2 separate regions of the Astyanax mexicanus genome follow, and region 1 is linked to region 2. A link is a contact called in public Hi-C data. All regions are on one chromosome and are shown on one strand. The core of a region is the stretch at or near the end of the contact, and the rest is flanking DNA. Distances in the headings are between cores, read along the strand shown.

What was found. A called contact is a pair of places that touch in the nucleus more often than the background predicts.
Region 1: a contact with region 2 is called in a Hi-C map of muscle, with 17 times the contacts expected there. The contact joins the promoter of dock11 here to the enhancer-like site in region 2. A contact is called at or near these places in 3 of 3 Hi-C or Micro-C datasets (blood and muscle).

Annotation. Positions count from the first base shown.
Region 1 is chr8:29,789,062-29,794,572 of AstMex3_surface, forward strand. It overlaps dock11 (dedicator of cytokinesis 11), which reads right to left and starts at 1,809. Exons shown (of 53, transcript XM_007255754.4): 1 at 1,574-1,809. The coding sequence starts at 1,675. It overlaps ntn4 (netrin 4), which reads right to left. Exons shown (of 10, transcript XM_007255750.4): 10 at 5,013-5,511.
Region 2 is chr8:29,742,833-29,748,236 of AstMex3_surface, forward strand. It overlaps dock11 (dedicator of cytokinesis 11), which reads right to left. Exons shown (of 53, transcript XM_007255754.4): 17 at 4,369-4,553; 18 at 4,076-4,141; 19 at 3,718-3,810; 20 at 1-13. Among protein-coding and RNA genes, the nearest start is that of dock11, 45 kb to the right of the region's middle. Within about 2 kb of position 2,614, the one cell type or tissue checked has an H3K27ac peak away from gene starts, as active enhancers do.

The sequences.
Region 1 (5,511 bases), core at 559-3,058, 45 kb after region 2:
TGGAACGACCATGTACATGTTTTTCTCAGGCGTCCTCTAAGAAAATTACAGGCTGAATTACCTACTGTTTTTTCATGGAACTCTGGGTTTCTTCTCCTGGCATTTAATAAAATAGGTATTTGTCCATTGCTAAACACCTGTAATTACACTTTTGTAACACCTGTAATTACACTTTTATTTCCACTGAGATCCACGTAAACACAACAGCAAGTGGAAATGGAGAAGCTACTGAACGTGATGTTATGTGACTAAGAATGCCTAAAAACTCACCGTTCCCCCTGTTCAATTGCAGTCTGGATGCAAGAGTTTTATCACTGAGTAGAAGTGTGAAATATATTTTTACAGATGTCCCCCTGAGAAACTAATCCCGTCCGGATAGGGCTATAGAGTTAGCAGCACAGAAAATGATGCTTGCTCTTAAAGCCTACAACATGAAGTGCAAGCAGTTAATCATAATACATCATCAACAATTTTCCCTTAGGTAGCCCAGGGGGAATTACTACACACTGATGGTGAGTGTTAAAAACTGGGGGACACGCCCAGTATGCTAACAGATTGTGCCAGAAGCCAATAGAAAAGAAGTTGCCAATGGCAACACTTGATTTAACTCAAAGAACTGAATTGGTATGTAGGTTATATGTGGCCACAAATGTTCACATTATAGTTGAGTAATGTTTGGAAATATCCAATTTTACATAAAACCCAGACTTAATTTGTTTGAGTTCAAACTATTTGTTGGTTTACAATGAGTATATTTTTTCCCCACACAGGTTAGCTATTTAGCTAAAAGCCCTTGTGGTGTGCTCCTCCTCCTCCATGCCTGCCTGCCTGGACAGAGCACTCCATCATCATTTATGAATAAGGAGGACACATCCTCCAAGCCACTAGCCTAGCTAGGTTATCCCAGCACCACCTAGGATAAGCACTTTATACCCATTTCGCATGAAAGGAGAGGACAGGAACAGGCATAATCCTCTGAAGAGGAAGTTAGAGAGAGAGATAGAAGCCCACCAGCCTGTATTTGTTACCCTAGGTTATATTTCTGAACACAAAGGGACTCCTCTGCAGCAGCATGGTCCATGTGCTTGCTCTTCTTTCACACTACTCACTAAAAGACTCTAGCCTGGGCTGAGCATTAGGGAGTGAGGAGGATTATGGAAGGGACCTCTATAGCTTGCCAAAAAACACATATTCCATAAATTAAGCCAGCGAAATCTTCCTGGCGCATGCTCAGTTTGCGAGCTGTGTTTATTTAAAATAAGCGCTTAACGGTTTTTTTCTGCCCGCAGCATCAGTGTGGACAGACTAGCTGGCTAGCGCTGACTGCTGAGCCGGGCGGCTCGTAAAGGGAAGGCACAGAACAGGACAAAGATTAAACATTAAAATGCTCTGTAAAACGTTTAAAACATCTCCAAAAACGTGTAAAACACCGGTCAAACGTGTCAAACATCTCCAAAACGTGTGTAAAACGTGGAGAGAGAGAGAAAAGCAGAGGTAGCGCGCGCAGACCCGAGCAGGACTCTCTCTCTGTTGTAGTAACGGTAATAGCGCGTTAAGGGTAAACGTTACTAACCACAATCACAGAAGAGCGCACCGCCTCCGACACGCTCTGCCTCAGCTCCGCCGCCGTCCCCGGTTTGCTCAGCCTCTTAGTAAATTTCCGTACTTCCGACATTTTTCCAGGCTCTGCTCTGTCTCCCTCACATCGCTGGAAGCCCCATTCTGAAGGTGAAATGTGAAGCGGACATGCCGCTGAAGTCCAGGTGCCAGCCTCTGACAGATGTGGCGACTCACTCAACGCTCTCCCAGAGACCACGCCCCCTCCTCCCCGCGCTCCACCTCTCACTGCAGGTTGCCAGATAGAGGAAGGAGGTTCCCTTAACGATTATTACGTACCTGAACAAACGTCTTGTTCCTAAACTAATAAATACTAAATAAATAAAATAAAATAAATCAGGTTATGGAACTGATCTCCTTATTAAGTGAATTTCATGTACACAAATCCAGAGCCATGTCTATTCTGCAACGACATGAGGGATTTTTGTAATGATTCTTTATTACATATACAACTGAACAAGGGATTTTAATGGATATAACTAAAGAACTGTAAATTAAATTATTCATATTACATTAATATATACAAGCTATGTGTATGTGTAAATGTATTTACGTACATGTTATTTTTTTGTTTGTTTATTAACTAATGCCTTAATGTATGTATTCGATTGATGTATTTTCTTTTAACTAACATTTACTGTCTTTATATTATTTAGGATGTATTAAAAATAATCCAATCACTCCGGTAAATTTATTTAATAAATACCGGTAAATATAATTTTAATAAAGGTTGCCAGGTAGACGTATAATAAAGAGTCGCAGGAAAAAAAAAATATATATATATATAAATGAAAAAGATCATTTATGATCTATTTTACTCTGTTTGCTATATTTTAGCTTTATAGCAAATGTAAAATACGTTAAAAATAAAGTATATCAAAACCAAATCTGTGTATATATATGGGAACTTTAGGGTGGTTGAAATAACCAAGCAAATGATGTTGCTCTCAGCAACAATGATGTTGCTCTCAGGCAACAAACTCCTTTTTTAGTTGTTACACCATTTCATTGTCCTTTTTTAAATATAATGTCACAATATAATGTCTATCCAATAACATTTGGGGGTAGAAGCTGATTTAAGATTTCACTTTGAAGCAATCATTTTTGGAGTCAAAGCAAGATAAGATTAAATGCCACCAATTGCTAAATTGCAGATTTTTTGTACTGTGTACACGTAAACATATTTTTAACAATATGCACCTAGACTACATTTGTTAGGGAAATTATACTAATAAAGCAGTTGTGGGAGAGTGTTTAAAATTTAAAAATTCTAGACCCATACACCAAACTTCATAATAATATAAATAGTGGATGGCCTCTGCAATGACGCTTACCTAAACAAAGGTGTTTTTTTTTTTCTGAAAAGGCAAGGTGCCCAAACTTTTGTTTTGAGTTTTTTTGCATTTTTACATTGTGAAACTGTAGCACAATAAAGTAAATGGAAAGTAATGTTGCTAACTATTAAAGAAATTAGCCATTTTTTCCTTTATGCCTTTTGTAAATCAGGTCAGAGTTCACTGGCTTCAGAGTAACAGCTCACTAGAGCAGTGTCCAAACCTTTGCACATGACTTTGTGTAATAACTGACTGATGGAGAGGATAGTGTAGAGTTGACTATCAGCATGATCAGAGATTTAACTATATAGATAAATGTGGGCTCCCTATTTGGCAACTCTCAGGTCACTGGTGCACCTTTGTATTTGTTTAAAGTGTTTATTAATGATTATACGATGTGAATTACCTCCTAGCCATCAAAAAGCTAAATCTTTTCATTAATGTTATCATTCATAAACCATTTATGATAATAGACATATTGTAAACTAAAACCTACCTTTATTTCTTGGTCTTGAGGTGACATCTTCTGGACATGTTTAGAAGTGCATAAAGAGGCTGTGTGGGTTTCTTTGTGAGCAGGAACAGGAAGAGGTAGAATCGCCTTCAATTTTAGGAGTAGCAGCATCGTTCACAATATTTACCGACTGACTTCATCTATGGAGAAATGTAACACATACAAAATGTTGTAGTTCAACAAATTATTCTGTTTTAAGAATTTATTTTATTAAGTTAAACAAGCATTTATTTCCTGTCCAAAACAGGTTATCTATCTATAGTGGCTGGAGCCACATTAAAGGTAAAGGGTTTAAACTACACTATATGGACCTGCTCATTTATTATTTAATATTTAGTGGACATATAATATATTTCTGGACCAAATAAAAAATGTAATTAAAAAACTATCAAAGCTACTTAACTTAACTGCCAGATAATTATCTTGTCTTGTCAGCAACAGTATGTGCTCAAAGAATGAGGTCAGCTGACTACCTTAATATTTTGAATTTAGACCAGGTTATTGGACTGGAATTGTAAAGGGTGGTTTAGGGAGCATGAGATCATCATTTACATTTTCACACATGGATTGTTCACCACAGAGTCCAGATCTTAACCCCATTGAGAATCTTTGGGATGTGCTGGAGAAGGCTTTGTGCAGCGGTCAGACTCTACATTCATCAATGCAAGATATTGGTGAAAAATTAATGCAACACTGGATTAAAATAAATCTTGTGACATTGCAGAAGCTTATCGAAACAATGCCACAGTGAATGCGTTGCTGCAATCAGAGCTAAGGGCAGAATATTAGAGTGTGACCGAATTAATTAAGGCAACTGATGCTGTATCATTTAGCAACATTTTAGTATGATAGTAAACTTCATATGGTCTGTAGATTTTTACCTTTAACTATTTATTCAATATTTATTCAGTAAAATTGTTCACATTAATGTTCTCTAACTTTAAACGTCACCCAACTCCAGTACTAATCTTACCCACAATTCAAAACTAAACGTCACCCTTGTCCTAAACCTAGCCCTGATCCTTACAAGAAGTTTGTTTTATAAATGTATAAATTTTTGGTTAATAGCCCCTTGCAGTACCACTGGGGGCCACAGCCTACACACTGAAAACCACTAGAAAACAGCTGGCTGGTGTAATGCAGTGGGAAACAGCATTGGGAGCCCATAGCTGACTGTGGTCCAATTCCCTGATCAGTTAAGCACACCATCAGTAAACAAACAATTTGTATTCCTACCAAACCCATGGTAGCAATGACTTTTAAATTGTTTACGAGTTCTCTAGTTTACTAGCCTCGTTATGACCTCTTATTGTGTTAAATATTGAAAGTTCCCTTAGCTTATGAGAAGCTTATATATTTTACTTACAGTATCTCTTCCATATGTACATAATTTTACAAACACATCTAAACAAAGTGAAATGAATGCCTGCATTGTTGGACCTAACATTCCTGCTCCAACCTATATAACATGTATAAAAATTGAGATTTAAAAACACTATATTGTGCATTTCACATTCATGATATGGTAGAAAATACAAAAACACACATTTCTGGTTGGATTCATTTATTAAGGGCACATCCGCCTCTAGGAAACCAGATCATTTTAATTGATATTTCAGATTAAGAAGTGCTGCTCGTGGCTTTCTTTTTATTTGTCATTTGGCCATCTTTATGTTTCCTTTTCCTTTTCTCAAAATAAAAATATTTTCACATTTTGTATGTACAACCTGCATGTTATATACAAATCTAACCAGTGATACAAACTATTATCACATATACATTACAAAATTATGTACAGAAAACAGTAGATATACATTTTGTACAATGTAGCAATATTTTCAACTGCTTTATCTTCAGTCTCTGGCTCTCTTTTATAAAAACACACACACATATATATATATACACTCAATTCACATCATCAGGTTTTAGCTGACGGTTGATCATGTGCAGAAGCCTCAACTCTGGAGACTGAATCCAGTTTCCAGTTCTGGATTTTGAAATCACTGATGGTTAACTAATCTGATTGGCTAACAAGTGACATACCTA
Region 2 (5,404 bases), core at 1,364-3,863:
ACTCGATCTTAATCTGCAGACAAAGAAAAAAGGAAATCAATAGGGATTAATCACATCATAGCATCATAATAATAAAAGGTGTAAAATTACTAAACAATGGACTAAAACCCGAAACTAAACACGATTTTTGTCAAACATTTGTGGATGGGCTGAACATGTTTCCCTGTAAAGCTGCTTTGTGACATTTGTTGTAAAAAGCACTATATAAATTAAATTGAATTTAATTTAATTGAATGTTTTTTTTTACCAATGCATAAATAGACTAAATGTAGTTTTGTCTTGCTTTTTAAAGAACCATAATGAGAATATTTTGGAATTGTAAAAAAACTAGCTCTATAACATTAAATGGGCAATATCAGGGTCAGCAACAGCTTTAGAAGTCATGTCCCCATCAAATGTACAATAAGTAGATATTGCAATTATTTTGACTAGTAAAAATACTATAGCACAATATGGCTTCAAAATAATTAGTAATTGTGTAATATAAATTATTTGGTCTTTTATTTATAACCTTTTGATAGAATATTTGGTGCATATGTACATAATATGTATCACTTTTAGTGATTATTCACCTGTTCACTTATCATTTAAACTCAATTGAACTCATTACTGCCTTCTGCCACAAGATGGCACCCATAGGCCCAGTATCTAGTAAAGAGATGTAACATCTAGCTTCGGTTCTCAGGCTCACCAATCTGTCCAAGTTGTTCAGATAAGACCTGTATATTTTTAGAAGCACGTATCTGTATGAAATCATCACACTGATCCTGCAATACATCCTTACTAGAATTCTTTCCACAGACTGAACAGTTCCTCTGACAAATACAGTGTACAGAGTTGAGCATTATCTTTCTCGTCTGTACTCTCATACACTTATGCTGCCGGTAAACTGCCGCTGACTCCTTGCTCACTGATGCACAGCTGATTACAAAGGTCATTGTTTAACACGCTTATTCGCTCTGCCACAGTAAACGCAGTTAGGAGTATGAAGCATGCAGCCTTTATAGGAACTGTTCGTCAGTAATTGGCTTCCCTGCTCACCACACAGCTTGCCTCAACCTGGTGGATCACTTTATCTGTTCACTCAGTAGAAATTCTGCTTTAAGGACAGATCTCAGTAAGGCTGAACTATCAGTCTCTTCTTTTCCTCGTACCAAGCATGCTGTTCTGCGTGTTTAGTTATGTAATGATTGTGAAGATTGTTTTTAAAGACAAGTTTTTTTTGCAGTGAATGGTGAGCTTGAGATATGCTGCCAGTAGGCTGGGTTTGGCCAGCTTGTTCTTACCTGGCAAAAATCTAGATAATCTGGTTTTAGAACAATAAACAAATGATGATAAATTAAGATGAAAGATAACTACTGTTATTTCCTGTAATATTTTAATTCTCTTGATATATACGAAACACTAAGAAAATCTGAATTGGGTTTAGAACATTAGTTTTTGACATTATTAAACCCTAAGAGTGTCCTAAAGACAAAGATAATTTACTCTCCTAACATCTCTAGCAAACTAACTACTTTCAACCGTATTCCCAATATTAACTTTTGGCTTCTTTGAGACTCTGCTAAATGTTTATTTTTTGCCTTGGATTGTCATGTCCTCTATTGCTTATGTACCTCATTATTTTCAAGGATTCAAGGAGACTTTATTGTCATTCACATAACATGTGGTACATGAGGTGAAACGAAATTGTGATCCCACGGTCCAGTTTACACCCAAGAGCAAAGGTTAAAATAGATAAATATAGTAAAAATAAAATAAAGTAAAAAAGAACAGAATAAAATAGAATAGAATAAAATAGATATCAATATAAATCCACAAAAATAGGGGGAGTAGGCAGGTAGCAGCAACATGAAGTCCAGAGTGCAACTTTACTGTAGCAGTAATTTACTGCTTTACTGCTTTGCATTAAAGCACCCACTAAATACAATGTAATGTAATGCAATAAAATAGTCCCTTCTTGTTTAATTAAACATTACAACTGCTTTAATCCACACTAAGTAGAATTATGAAGATTATTAACCAATTTTTATCTTATTCTGTGGGAACCCTATTAACGCAATGAAGCGTAATTCTCCCTCCCACCACAAGATGGCACAGATAGACCGTCCAACCCAAAAATATTGTTGCATGGGGATGACGTTTCCACTTCCTGACATCATGAGGCATAGTCCAGCCTGCTACTGTGTCTGTGTGAATTATGAAATGAAATTCAATCTCAAGCCCTCAGTGAAGGAAAAAAAGAACATGAGAGTGTTTACAGCTCAAGGGATTTTTAGTGGGGAGGTCTTGTGACTAGTCATGTAACCAGATTGAACAAAAATGACCTCTGTTTGTGTTTATTCGTTAATAAAATTTGGATATAAAATGACTCAATACTTCTCTATTTTCTCAGAATCAGTTTCTGTTCATAGTTCAGTCTTATCCAGTGTTTTGCAATATCAGGAGGAACTCACTGGTAAAATCTCATTTTAATGAAACAGGAAGGAAAAAATAAGTAATAAACTGGTTTGACTTATTAAATTTGACTTATCAACCATAGTAGGGTTGCCAACTTTCAGAAATAAATATAAGGGACGCTCACCACGGTGCTGTAGGGCCATGATGCAGCAAGGGTTTGTTTTATTTTGTGCTGATGTTTTTTATTAAAGGGGTGATCAAAAAAGCAGTTTGTTGTACTTAAAGCTTGAAATACTTTATTAACAATGAACACATTCTCTTACAAAGTATGGTTATTTCAATCTTAAATTAAATCTGTTTGTGTGAAGTGTGCAACAATAAACTTTTAAAATATAAGCTAAATAAATTGAGAACTTGATATTTTAACCATATTTTACAGATTATTAGGCGCACTATCAATAAACAATCTGTTTTTTTTCTGGCCTATTTTCATACATAAGGCGCACCGGAATATAAGGCTCATTTTAAGCAACAATAAAACATTTTCTTTCAAAGTCAAACGAGCGCTGGATGTTAATCTACACAGATGTCTCTCCTGAAAACTGTTTATTTGTGTGAGTAAAGCACTTCTGTTTATTTACAGTAAGCTTACATTTTCAATATTTTAGTGTTGTTAGCAGCTCTTAGCGCTAGTAAATGCCGCCCAACAGCGCTACACTGAGGAATCCTGAGTGTTCCAGCAAGTCAGGAACACTCACAGTCCGTTATACTCACCTCTAAACAGTGAAAGAGCTTGCGCTGCAGTTAGCGGCTAATGCTAATAATGCTCCAGTCTTGGTGCTGGAGAAACTTTCCTAAAACGCATTATAAGGCTGCACTTCAGCAGAGTGGCTTTACGGCTCCTTTCAACCTGACGGGTTCAATTCATACGTAAAGGTACACCAGATTATTAGGCGCACTAACGATTTTTGGAAAAATTAAAGGAATTTAAGTGTCCCTTATAGTGTGAAAAATACAGTAATTCTGTTTGAAACCTGGGGACATTTTTACTTAAATCTGCTGTATTTGTCTGCTGCATAGGACATTCATTTGACTTTAACATTATTACTGATTAATGATCATTACTGTTAAATTCAAATGATGTGTGTGTAATAGAGATGTGTTTTTGACTCAATAAGGGGTGTAAAAATTAACTGCCAAATATGGGTTGGGTGGCAACCCAAAACCACACTGACCAATCTCTATATTATTTTGAGGTGCACTGTAATGTTAATATGAGGATCACAAAATAGGATATCACAAAATAAGAAACCTTACCTCATCATAAAATTCAGGGCTTTGGTTATGATGCAACACAGCAGCAAAAGCACTAGTGGTGAAAAGTGGTCCTCCAGGCTTGCCAAATATACACTAAAAAAAGATAAGAGGAGCAAATACACAGCTTTAGAACTAATGTGGGTCGAGCAAACTAATTCAGATTCTACACACTAAAATCCGCAGTGCTGAAGGATGTCTTTCGCTATACATATACATCCAGTTAATCCAGCATTATAGGATTTAATGTAATATTACTGAGTTTAATTCACGAATGTAGGCTAAATTCAGCTCTAGTGATTATCACGTGTAATTTAAATAAACTGGAAAACCACATGCAGTACAAGCCATTTATGTTTACCTTCACTGGGCCAGCTCCCTCATCATCTGAATCTTTAAACTGCACACAAACAGCAATGTTCCTTGCCTACAAAACAGATAGGCAGACAGTACAACTGACACAAGTGTACTCTTTAGTTTAATATACATTACTGTATATTTATCACATTCTTTTATGTTCACATTTCCACTGATTATGAAAAAGAAACACTAAGTCTCATTGCAGTGTAGATAGACTCCTGGACTAAATTCTGGACTTAATTTAATTTAGTCAGCAAATTCCACACATTATGTCTGTAGCACTTTGCACATTACCTTAGCAAATGTCTTCTGGTTCTCATATTTGAGCTGCAGGGGGTAGATGTAGAGGTGGTTCTTATAGATGGTGAAAGGGTGATTGTACTTGGCTTCTTCTGGGACAAACTCCTCCACCTCCACAGAGACTTTCTCACACTGCTCATCAAATGGCTTCACTGGGATGTAAGAAGAGTTGACTGAATCTGTAAAAGAAATAGCATTACTCAAATATATACTTTAAAGAGATTAAAGGTGTTTTTTTCTTAAGAGTGCAGACCATGGTTCAAACCAATGTTTGCAATGTTTATGTTACATTGTATAAATTTAGCCCAGTTAGTTTTGGGTACACACCACAGATTAGTGAGCACAATAAGCAACATCTGGTCATCATCACCTAGGTGGGCTGCATCTTACTATATATATATTTTTTTTTTATATATATAATTGTATTTCTAATTTTTTTCTAATTTATACAGCCAATTACTCAACCCACTCATTAGGAATCCCCCTATCACTAGTGATGCCCCAACACTAGCACATGAAGACTAGCAGATGCCTCCTCCGATACATGTGAAGTCAGACAGCGCCTCTTTTTGAACTGCTGCTGATGCATCATTGTCGAGTAGCATCACTCGGTTCTGACACATCAGCTCACAGACGCCTTGTTTAGAGCGACGTCACCCTTTGGAGTGATGTGGGGAGAGAGCACCATCTACCCACCCAGAGAGAGCAAGGCTAATTGTGCTCTCTCTCAGGGCTCCGGTAGCTGATGGCAAGCTACATGAACTGGATTCGAACCGGTGATCTCCTGATCATAGTGGCAGTGCTTAGCCTGCTGGACCACTCAGTTATACTTCATACTTGATATTGTTTGATCCATAGAAAGACGCGTGTCAAGCGCTTTCATACCGCAAACAAACTAAAACATGGCTCAGTGAATTTATTCCAAGACCAGCTCTTTTGGTTGGAACAAATTTTGTCCTTAGGTCTGGACAGTGATTTGGGGTGAAAAATTATTTCCAGATCATTTGCAGCATTTCTGTTGATCCAGCAT